Regions from separate parts of the Gossypium hirsutum genome. Here regions 1 and 3 are each linked to region 2. A link is a contact called in public Hi-C data. All regions are on one chromosome and are shown on one strand. Each heading gives the region's core, a stretch centred on a gene start, on an enhancer-like site or on the middle of the called end of the contact. The rest is flanking DNA. Distances are from core to core; before and after follow the strand shown.

What was found. Hi-C and Micro-C count contacts between places; a contact is called where the count stands out from the background.
Region 1: a contact with region 2 is called in a Hi-C map of leaf, with 2.6 times the contacts expected there. The contact joins the promoter of LOC121208230 here to the promoter of LOC107915887 in region 2. A contact is called at or near these places in 7 of 34 Hi-C or Micro-C datasets (callus, leaf and petal).
Region 3: a contact with region 2 is called in a Hi-C map of leaf, with 4 times the contacts expected there. The contact joins the enhancer-like site here to the promoter of LOC107915887 in region 2. A contact is called at or near these places in 2 of 34 Hi-C or Micro-C datasets (callus and leaf).

The regions. Positions count from the first base shown.
Region 1 is chrA10:14,017,893-14,021,562 of Gossypium_hirsutum_v2.1, reverse strand. LOC121208230 (egg cell-secreted protein 1.4) reads right to left here and starts at 1,995. Exons shown (of 1, transcript XM_041078775.1): 1 at 1,109-1,995. The coding sequence starts at 1,713. The coding sequence ends at 1,342.
Region 2 is chrA10:14,359,602-14,363,544 of Gossypium_hirsutum_v2.1, reverse strand. It overlaps LOC107915887 (U-box domain-containing protein 29), which reads right to left and starts at 2,024. Exons shown (of 2, transcript XM_041078489.1): 1 at 1,596-2,024; 2 at 973-1,497. The coding sequence starts at 2,024. The coding sequence ends at 973.
Region 3 is chrA10:14,721,946-14,725,846 of Gossypium_hirsutum_v2.1, reverse strand. No RefSeq gene overlaps it. Among protein-coding and RNA genes, the nearest start is that of LOC121209207, 17 kb to the left of the region's middle. Within about 2 kb of position 1,391, at least 1 of the 9 cell types and tissues checked has an H3K27ac peak or open chromatin away from gene starts, as enhancers often do. A contact at or near this core is called in leaf, where this site is marked.

The sequences.
Region 1 (3,670 bases), core at 746-3,245, 340 kb after region 2:
TTGAATGTAGATTGCGAATTTGTATGTTTGCTAGCAGCATTTCTTGGTGAGGATAGAGATAGTGGTTATTGTATAAAAAGGAAGACTGATTTTAAACGTAGTTGGCTTGACTCCACTACTTTTGAGGTGTTGAACGTTAGAATTTAGAGCACACCATCCATTTAATCTTGAAATTTGTTTTCTAAACCGATCTAATCGAACTGACTTCGAGTTGGTCGGTTCGGTCGATTAACCCAAGTTTTTGTCCCTGTAAACCATTTTCAAGCGGCATACAAACATCTCAGCTATACCTTATCTTGCTGGTCATGTTTGCATGCCAAATTAAAAGGGGGAAGATCAAAGTTGAATGCCGGCTGGCAGGCGCAGGCGCTGGATTGCAACGAAGGTCGAAGGGGGCAGCTTTGCTATTTTTTTTTTCTTTCTATTTCAAGAAGAAGACATTTAGGAATTAGGGGTTCTGTTCTGTTTAGTTTAGACAAACACAACTAGGGCTCTTTTTTTAAAAAGAAAAAAAATTGGGTTTTAAAGTCTTTGGGTAAGATCAATTGGTTTGCTAAATTTAAACTGGGTTAGCCGGTTAGTTTTTTGGGTGTACTTCGGCTTTAATAAATATTATAAATTATAAGCCCGTTTGTCGGTCAATTTCAAAACCGACTCCTTTATTGACCAAACAGACGAAACCGACATGGACCAAATCGAACCGGCCAGATAAAACCGACCAATGGTATACCCCAGGGAAATGTACTTACTGATGATGGTTAGGTTTTTTGGCAAGGCGACAAAGCAATAAAAATGTACTTAATTAGTTTTGAGTTAAATTTTTACTATTTTTGTTTTGAAATTTTAAAAGAAGGGCCTATGCCCTAACCTTGTCCTTTAAGTAGGGCAGTAGGATTCATAATTTCATTCCAATCTACCTCCTAATTTAAACTTAGAATATGAAAATTAAAATGATTTTTACTATTAAAATAAAAACAATAATATAATATCTTTTCTTTATATTTAATTTTTTTAGTAAGAGATTAAAATGAATTAATTTAAGTATTAGGTATCTGATTTTAATTTCAGGGTAAAAAAAGAGAAAAAATTAAGTAATAATTAAAATCATTATAATTGTTAGGGAGGGTGGAGTGGTAGATTTTATAAAGGTCTTCCTAGGTACTCCCTACTCATTCTCCTTTTTACTAGGTAATCTAGCATTCTAGCTAGCTTAAGGAAGACCAAACGATTTCATGGTTGACAAGTGTTTAATTTCATTTAAACTTTATTACATATCAAACAGTAGCGGAACACCAAACAAAATACAAATAAAAACTCAGAACTTTGAGAGTGCCACCTTCTTTAACCAACTGGCGAGGCGGCTAGAGGAGCAGCAGCAGCAGGAGTAGAAGATGCATCACAGTAGCCTCTAAGGATGTTGCCTTCCTCAGATGTGAAACCAAGGGAAGTGAGCATGGTAGGCCAACATTTACGCGTGATAACCTCGATGCCACCACAACATTCAGGGCCCATGTCAGTTTGGCCATTAACAAAGAACAGAATGATCTCATCTGTGCATGATTTCAGCTCATTTAGTGCATTCCAGCACTCGGCAAGCCCTCCATTCTCCTCCAGGCGGCCTGGCTTGCTGGAGATGGGCAGTTGGCGTGCAGCAGTTACAGTAGCCAAGACATAGACGAGGACCAAAACATGAAACAAATATCTGACAGCCATGATCAACTTCTTCTTTTTTCTTTTTCTTTATTTTTTTTTTTTGCTTTTGAATGTAATGGATGAAGAGCCCTGGACTATGAAGAGGTTATTTATAGGAGAAATCGAGGGAGAGGAGTGGACTAAAACCGAAGACGCCTTTTAAGTTATTAATAAGAGGATCTAATTGTCTTAATCATAGGACTCTTTAAGGGGAAGATGATGGGTTTGTACAAGTGAGTAACTTGCATGAATACCAAAAGCTGCAATATGTGATGGCATGAAAGGTTGATCATATGAGCCTAGTAAATAATGTAGAATATAGTGTACATAACAGAATATTTAAAAAAAGTAGTTCTAAACGAGCAATATAAGGATTTTTTTTTTACTGATAAATTTTTTTAGCCAAATGGCGTAATTTTATATTATTTGACAATCTAGTCCAATTTTGATGACAAGACTCGCCACATCAATAAAAGTGGGCTACATCATTTGCATTTTTTTGTCTATAGGAGTTAAAAATAAATTTTGTGTCAGTTCAGGCAATTAAAAGTCTTTTAGGTTCAATGGTGGCCAAGGTTCCCTGATAGAATTGATTATCGCTAGTCTAAAACGTGGAAAGATACTGTTGCGAATGCTTACAAATGTCTTTTGCAAGGATCTTTGGATCCCATGAACCAAATCTAGAAGAGTATATGGAAAGTGAAAGTTCCCCAGAGTCCAGAGAACTCGACACTTTCTCTGGCTTTTAGCAAAAAGGAGAAGCTGCTAACGAACTATAGTAGATGCAGGAGATCTTAGTAGGATTCTGTAGTTTGTGCAGTTTGGAGTTGAGAGTCTTGCATTCATTTAACGCGGGATTCTCCTATAGTTTCTCTAGGTTGGACCAGCATTATTCCTTTGAATGCATTTGGCAGCAAGGGAACATGTTTGTTTTCCAACAGTCTAGTTTGTAGATTGCTAGAAGATGTTTCACTTGGGGAAGAGGGTACAAATAGCTATGGCAAGTGAACTTAGTCATAGTGTAGGGGGAGACGAGAGATTGGTTGGAAGGCTCCACCATCAGGGTGGACTAAGCTGAATTTTGATGGATCAGTAATGGTTAGCTCAAGAGCTGCTGCAGCTGGAGGGTCATTGCGCGATGGAAGTGGTGAGTTTCTAGTTGGTTTCTACTGCAAAGTTGGGCATTTGCTCAGTATTGGAAGCTGAAATTTGGGCAGTGTATCATCGTCTTCGTGTGGTATGGCAGAGAGGATACAGGACTAAATCTATAACTTTAGGAATAGAATAGGACTAATAGCAAAATTTTATAAAATGAATTTAATTGTTACCATTTAGTAAAGATTAAAATTTTAAAAAGTAAAAAGATTAAAATCGATCCATTCTAAATGTATAGGGATTAATAACCAAAATAAAAGAAAAAATACAGAGTCTAAACCTACAACTTATGCATAGTATAAGTTCTTATAAAAATATTTAATTTTTTTTAATAATTAATTTTTGTTTGACTTATGACTAAGTATCATATTTACTCATAATTTTATTCAAATTAAATTTTTATGCCTTTAGTTTCACAAAATTTTGAATATTTAGTATATGAAAATTGATTATCATTTTCATTATTCAGAATTTATAAGTATTTTTTTATTATCATGCAAATATATTTGTGTGTATATATAGTTGAATATGATTGTTGAGATAATATATATTTCATTTGTATTTTGTCATAACATATTTCTTAACATGAAATGGGTTACATTTATTAATAAGTAATATGTGTATATATACGTGTGTTTAGACATATATATATAGGTATGTTTTTTTTTTCAAATATATAGATACGTATTTGATATATTACTTTAGGAGTTATATTGTAAATGTTATATATGTAATTTCTAATATTAATGTAACATATAAAACAAAATTTTAATATTCTGAAAGTTGTGATGGTTGTTATCCATCATGTGTTTTTTAAAAGCAG
Region 2 (3,943 bases), core at 775-3,274:
ATTATTGTGTATTATTTCTTTACTTGGTTTATTGACATTAATGAATGATGGCTTTAAGAGTTCTTTTTCATTATTAAAATTGACACTTGATAGCCATTAGTATTACCATTGTTCTTTTTTTCCAATGTTGTCATTAGTGCATGCGTACATACATACATACATACATACATACATACACGAATGCATGCCATCACAGATACATGATGGTGGTGTAATTAGGATCCATATCTTACGTTTGATTTCATATCATTAGTATTGATGGGTACTTATTTAATTAATTTTTAAAAATTTAAATATAGATCCTCAAATTCTCTTTTTAAAAGATTTTAAAGTTTCTTTTATAAAAGATAAATTTGTACCTGTTCTAGCAAAATAAAATTTCTTCAAACCCAATTTTTAATTTAATTTGAAAATTGGTTACAATAATATTATTTTAATTCCTTATATATATTTTTTGTTACTTAATTATTTGTTCTTTTTGAATCACGAAAAGAGTGAAAATTAAATTAATATGGATTGTTATTAAAAAAATTGACCCTCAAAGTAATTTACTCATTGAGATATATTTAGTAGAGATAGAAAAGAAATGTAATAAAAATGGAGGGATAGTGAAGTGAAGTAAAATCTTAGATCTAATAGTGCAGACTCATTACAGTCATTGACCATCCAAGAGACCGCAACTTGAACTGCTCTTTATGAGTGGCATTAAATGATCTTTGTCCTTTTCACAGTTTAATATCAAATCAAATCAAAACACACAGAGTACAGTAAAATCAAATGAATTTTCCACTATACACAACTTTTCTTTGGTTTACAAACATGGGGTTCTTCAACGGGGCATAATATGGATAGTCTTGGTATCATAATTTGATAAAAAAAGTTTATAATTAACCCCCAAAACCTTGACTAAATCCCTCGACATTTTCCTAACCGCTGACGAACAATTGCTCTGCATCAGCAACAAGAACTTGGTCATCCCATTGCTACTAGCCACTGCTTCTTGCGCTTTCCGATCTCTAAACAAATAACAACCACTCCAAAGTATCGCCACCGCGTGCTTGATACTGTCAACACTGTCTCAGCAATCCTTCCTAACAATACCGAATCATGCCAAATCTCCACTCTCCCTTTTTTGCAAATGGACAACTCTTCCAGCAGTGTCAATGCCTTCTCTGTTATCGAAGTAGTAGTGTTTGGTTGGGACAAAAGGTACTTTAATTCTGGGATTATTCGATATTGGATTACTATGGTTTTTAAATGTTTTGGCATTGTGATTGCGATAAAAAATGATAAGCTGGCTTCAATCAATCTTGGGTTCTCTTTTCTTAATGATTTTACCAATTCCGCTACTAATCCCTCTTTTTGACCTATTTTGAGCTTCGACTCTCCATTCACCGCTATAGACTCCAGTAATCGAACCGTTTCGATTTGTGAATCTGAATTCCCTCTTTGTAAAACCAGAAGAATTATCGACAAGTAATTTGTTTCCAACAATGGCTTCTTATAAAAAATTTGGTTAACATCAAATCCAAAATCTTAACAACCTGTTACACTATTTTAATGCCCGATTTTGCATTCCTCATCAAATCCAGCACCTTACTGAAAAACCTGTCCATCTTGGCAAGGAATTCCCGGTTTTCCTCTGACTCTCGCGCGAAACAAATGATCTTCGTCAAAGATAAGAAGCAATTGATGTCAAGGTGTTTGACCAAGAGTTTGACCTGATTTTGAGAAGGAACAACAACTGAATTGCGGACCGACTCGGCGTCGAGTTGACGGCAAGCGACTGAGTCGAGCCAGATTTGGATGAGTCGTTGTAAATTCCGGTTGAGAATAAGGTCTTTGCTTTCGAGGACTTGCATTGTGGCGGGACATGTGTTGTTGCCACTGTCTAGCCAACGTTGGATGCTAGCTCTGTCGTATGTCACCCCCGTGCATAAGCTCACTGGGGATTTCATCACATCCAACAATATCGGACACCGAAAAGAACTTGGAACCACAATGTATAAATCGTCTCTTGCCATTTTGTTTCTTTATTTTCCTCATTTGGATGACGAGAAAGTGAGTGGAAAATGAAAATTTTCTGAAATAGGAAGAGGGAAAATAGAAAAAGGTGGGAGAAGTGAAAGGGAGAGAGTTGAGGTTTAAAGAAGAAAGAGAATTTAGTCAAAGAATTCTTGATGACGTTATCAACTACCTCTTTTTTTTATTTGTTAAATACAATAATATCTTACTAATTCAAATTTTTTATTAAAAAACTAAATTACTGCACTTTTTGTCTGTCAAAAAATTATAGCACATTGTGAATTAAATATTATGCCTTGAAAAATAAAAATTATAAATAAATTAATAGAGCAAAAAATTAAAATTAGACATAATGAGAAGGATAGAATTTCTTTTTAAAAAAATTAAGAATCATGAATAATAAAAATGTAAAGATATTCACATAGTATAAATAATAGACGATAAATAAGACATTACAATTTGATGTACAAATTCATGTTTATAAAATAATTTTTATCTGATGCACAAATATCATGTCCGTAGAATAATTCTTACTAGGAGAAAATCAAATTAGTAGTACTAGCTAGCCATTATTAGAACAACTTGATGATAAACTCTCAACTAAGAAGCCACTATTAAGAACCCCAAAATACTCACTTCATCGATAATGCACAAAATGCCATATCTCATATAACCTATCCTCCTCCTCATCATCTCATATTTCAATTTTACAAACATTTTCATTATGCTTTATTATGATAAGGTTCTCCAAGATTAGTTTCCAGCATCTTTATTCTGATAAATCTAATATATATGCTATAACGTAACTTTAAACTAAAAATTAAAACTCAAATCACCACTAATTTAAAAAAAAACAAAATAGACAAAATAAATACCATGATAAAGTGAAATAAAATTTTAAAAAATATACTATTAAAGAAGCCACGAAGTTAGCAAAATAAAAAATTTGGTTTGAAAAAATTGAATGGCTAGAATTTTTTTATCAAGAAAAGTGGAACAAATTTTATGAGCTAATTTTTTAACTCGCCGGAATCATATTCCTAATATTGTATTTATTATATGTTAGATATAAATATATAAATATTATTATCTTACTCTTTAAAATAATTTTGGAATATATAAATCTATTACACATAATTTATTTCAATTATTTAACACCAATCTTATATTAAATTTGTTTCATTTCCAAATTTAATCAACTCCCTATCAAATTCATTTTTTTAAAGGTGGAAACTCCACAACAAAAAGAATAAGAAAAAAATGTTAAAACAATTTAGATAAAAAAATATAAAAATTGCGTTTAGGGCGTTGCCTCGTCGGACTTCACCATAGAACTGTATTTGGCTGCGAGAGGTTGGTAATTTGTCTGGTCAGGCATCTGGTATTGTCTCCAATCCTAGTATTGATGCTCTTGGAATTAACTCGACTTCTGACTTTGTGAATATGACCGTCAAGTGTATGGGGTGAATTTAGGTGGGGTTACACATATTGAAGGAAGACGCTATGGACAATTCGGTATAAGACCTTGAGGGTATGGAGGTTATGGGCATTGTTCATGAGGATCAACTAACAGAGGTGGTGGATGAGAATGAAAGGGCAAGGGTTCTTTCTTCTGTCATTACTATTTCTATGAATGCTGATTCGATAAAGACTACTTATTTTGAAGTGACTGGCTCTATTAGGCAGAGCAATCGACTATTATGGATTTCCTGAGTTGGAGAATCCGCGGAACATTTGATAGGTTCAGCATATGTTGAAAAAATATAACCCTAAGCTAATTTTTTTTATTGAAACGAAGGTTAGTGGTAGATGCATAAAAAAATCGATGTAAATTAAGCTTTCTTTTTGGCATCGATGTTCCTGCTTTGCGTTCTTGGGGTGGATTGTCGATGCGTTGAAAGTAAGATTTTAATGTTTA
Region 3 (3,901 bases), core at 142-2,641, 360 kb before region 2:
AAATTGGTGATTCGATTGAAAAGTACACCAACTCAATAAAACATTTAATAAATAGTATAGATGATAAATTGACAATATAAAAATAATAATTAAGCACAATATAAAATAAGACAAATATAATATATATATATATATATACAAACAGGGTAATATATAAATAAAATAAATTATTACTGTGTAAAAAGTATATAAATTTAAAAAATAATAAAATAAACATGAGTACACAAGTTTTCTCTTTCTTTTCTTACTTTACCTTTCAATAATTTTTTTCTTTCTTTGTTTCTAAAACACCTTGAGTATCATTGCTTAGTTATCTCTAAACATAAACATTCAAATTTGAAATTAAAAAAGATGAAATTGAGTGCTGCATTTACTTTTAGTAATTTTAAAATGTTTTATTAAGATTCATCTTTCACAATCCACAAGCAATCAATTTTAAAATGTTTGTTCTATTCTTTTTAATGTTTATTTTTAATATTTTATTATAATTTTATGAGGCTTTTATCTGCTCCTTAACCTTATTTGTAGAGTTTATTCCTCTAACAATGTATCAAATATTTTTTTCTATATTTAATATATTAATATTTATGTTTAATGTATTGATAATATATGAATTTATATATTATTAATGAATAAAAATATGACACATCATTAAATTTGTAATAAATTGAAATAGAACAGCCCACAAGCTAGAGAAAGAATCTTGGGCATTCTATTTTTTATTTTATTTTGAGTTAATTGGAATTTAAATTTATAGAAGTGGATTTATTTGGAACTTTTGAATAAAATCGAGAGTGTAATGTAGTTTTAAAATTAAATTAAATTTTGATTTAGTTTTAGTTTTAGAATTAACATTAAAAAGTTAGTTGTTTTTAAGGGATTGAATTTTGTTTTTCAAATATTCTTTTTAAATTAGAATTTATTTGGTTTTTTTTCTCAATTGAATTGAATATTCAATTATTAATTTTAAATTAATTTTACTTTGTTTTTCTTAATTTTAAATTAATTTTACTTTGTTTTTCAAAATTTTGGTATGGGAGTGGCGAATATTTAAACATCCAGGTATGGGTCTTTGGCATGAAAAGGAAAAGAAAAAAAATAATTAGAAATTTATTTTTAAAATAAAATAAAATATTTAAATTTTATAAATAAAATTTGATTTTGTTTTAAAACAAAATTTAATTATTATTGTGGGCTAATATGTAAAGCCATGTTAAAAATCAAGTCTGATCAAGTTCATATTTGAGTCTAAATTTTAAGCCCAAAAATTAGTGTGGGTTTTAAGTAGTAATTTTCGTTTGGGGTTAAAGTCCAAAGTTTGAATCAAAATCCAATATTTGAGTCCACATTGGTCTGAGGCCCCAGGCCCATCTTTTATGAAATTTCAAGTTAGGGTTTTGGAACCCTAAAGTGGTAGTCGCACGTGGGAAATTCCGGAAGTCAGAATGCATTAAACCGGTGTCTACTTTTATTTTTTATATATTAAAAAACAAAAAATAAAATATCGAAAATGAAAAATAAAAAACTGAAAGATAAGAAAATGTATTTCAAGAAACAGTCAATAGGCTTGAAAAATTGTATTATTATCAAGAGGATCACCAATAAAAGTAGTCCTAAGGGTCTTTGTTGGTTTAAATTCCAACAACTTCGATTAATCGACCTAAACTAGTATTTATCAAATTAATTGATTCTTTTAAACTCTTAACCGTTAAATTGAAACGAAATTTGTTCAAAAAAATTTTATTCGAATCGAACTTTTTTTGTTAATTCAGTTTGTTAATCGAATTAACCGAAATTTATATATTTTTTTGATTTTTGGTTAAAACAAGTATAAAACATTAAAAAAATTAACCGAATTAAAATATTTAATCACTACATAATTAAAAACACTACATAAGTCTTGAAATTAACACATAATTAAAATGTAAGTATTTAATATTCTCCATTTGTATCCATTTCTTCTCTCCAAAAGATCTTCATTTGCATTATACCTACAAAAATTATGTGCAAAAAATAAGCATATAATAGAAATATATGCATTTAAAAAAATCAAATAACATAAACAAATGAATATATTGTAAGTTAACAAGGATAGATAGTAAACATACCCTTCAACTCACGAAAGCTCATGAAAGGGTAGGTTCTGATGCATTCCAAGAAAAATCTAAACATTAAATTAATTAAATAGATTAATGCAAGAGTGATATGGTAAAAAAATTGAAACTATTAAAACGAAACAATAAATATACCATTTTCAATCTTTTCAAGCTCTTGGATTTATTTTCAATCTTTTTTATGTCTTCTTGTGATGATGATTTTTGAATCCAATATTGAGTACACACAAGAGTTTGTACAATTTTAGGAGTTAAGAACTCCTAAATCGATCAAACACACTCCCTCGATGCTAAATGCAGACTCTGAAGCAATCGTAGAAACCGATATAGCTAACACATCTTTGGCCATCTTTGAAAGAGTGGGAAATCTAGGGCTATTCACTTTCTACCACAATAAAATATTAAAATCTTCAACAAAATCCTCATTAGCGTCAACTATATATTTATCCAATTCAGATGTTTTATTCTCACCACCATTTTCCAAATCACGCTTCTTATACAAAGCTTGCATACGCCTTTTTATTTTTTGTTGTGGTTCACCAAGAGAAACATGTGTTGACACACTTGATTGACTACAAATACTATAAAGTGGAGGCTTATGCTCATCAAACAATTCATACAAAGCTTCCTTTAATTTTTGCATCATTTCACAAGTTTTTTCAGAACTAGACATTTCACTAAGTGCAAATTCAAGATACTTTAATTTTTGTCTAGGATCTAAAACACAAGCAACAAACATAAGCAAATTCATCTTATCAATATCACCCTAATACTTTCATACTTTTCTTTCATCTTCATGGCCATAACACTGAAATCAACATCAATATTTGATTAAGCATCTCGTAAAAGAATATCAATTTCAGAAAGCTCGTCAAAAAAATTATTGGACGTGACATATGAAGTGCCAGATATACGCAAAGTAACTTTATAAAAAGTGTTCTAAGAAATCCCTCAAGTTTCTAACACTAGTGCAATCATCCACACTGGGTCAACCCTTTCCCCTTTCAGGTTCAGCCCTAAAGTTTGTATCTTGCTCCTCAAATCTCTCAAAAGCTCTCTCAAAGTTTTGAATAGTGTCTAACATTAAGTAGGTTGAGTTCTACCTAGTACAAACATCACAAAACATCTTCTTGCACTCTATCTTTTCCATCACAACACACTCCTTCAGCTTTTATAATCTAGTTGGAAATTGTCTCACATATCTAACTGCCTCCTAACACGTTCAACAAATTTATTCATTTCCTTCGACAACAATCAAATTCACAATGCGTGTGATACATCTCATGTGAAGATATTTACCATTTTGAACTAAACCCCCTCGAGGGTTAAATTTCTTTCTCAAAAAACCAATAGCAACATCGTTTAAACTTGTATTATCAACAATAGCAATAAACAACTTATCAATCCCCCAATTCAACAAGCATTTCTCAATCATCATCTCAATGAACTTACCCTTATGACTGGAAATTGAACAAAAGTTTGAAATCTTTATATTCAATTTCAAATCGTTATCAATAAAATGAGAAGTGATACACAAATAATTAACTCTTTGCAAAGAAGTTCATGTGTCAGTAGTTGAGCAAACTTTAGAACAAGAACTTCTCAAAAGATGTTTTTATCTTAACCTTTTCATCTAAATACAACTGATAAACATCTCTAGTCATAGTAGTTCGTGAAAGAATATGAAACCTAGGACATGCCACGAACATAAATTTCCTAAAGCCTTCACTTTCAACAAACTTGATAGGTAATTCATCAATCACAATCATTTGTGGTAATCCATTCCT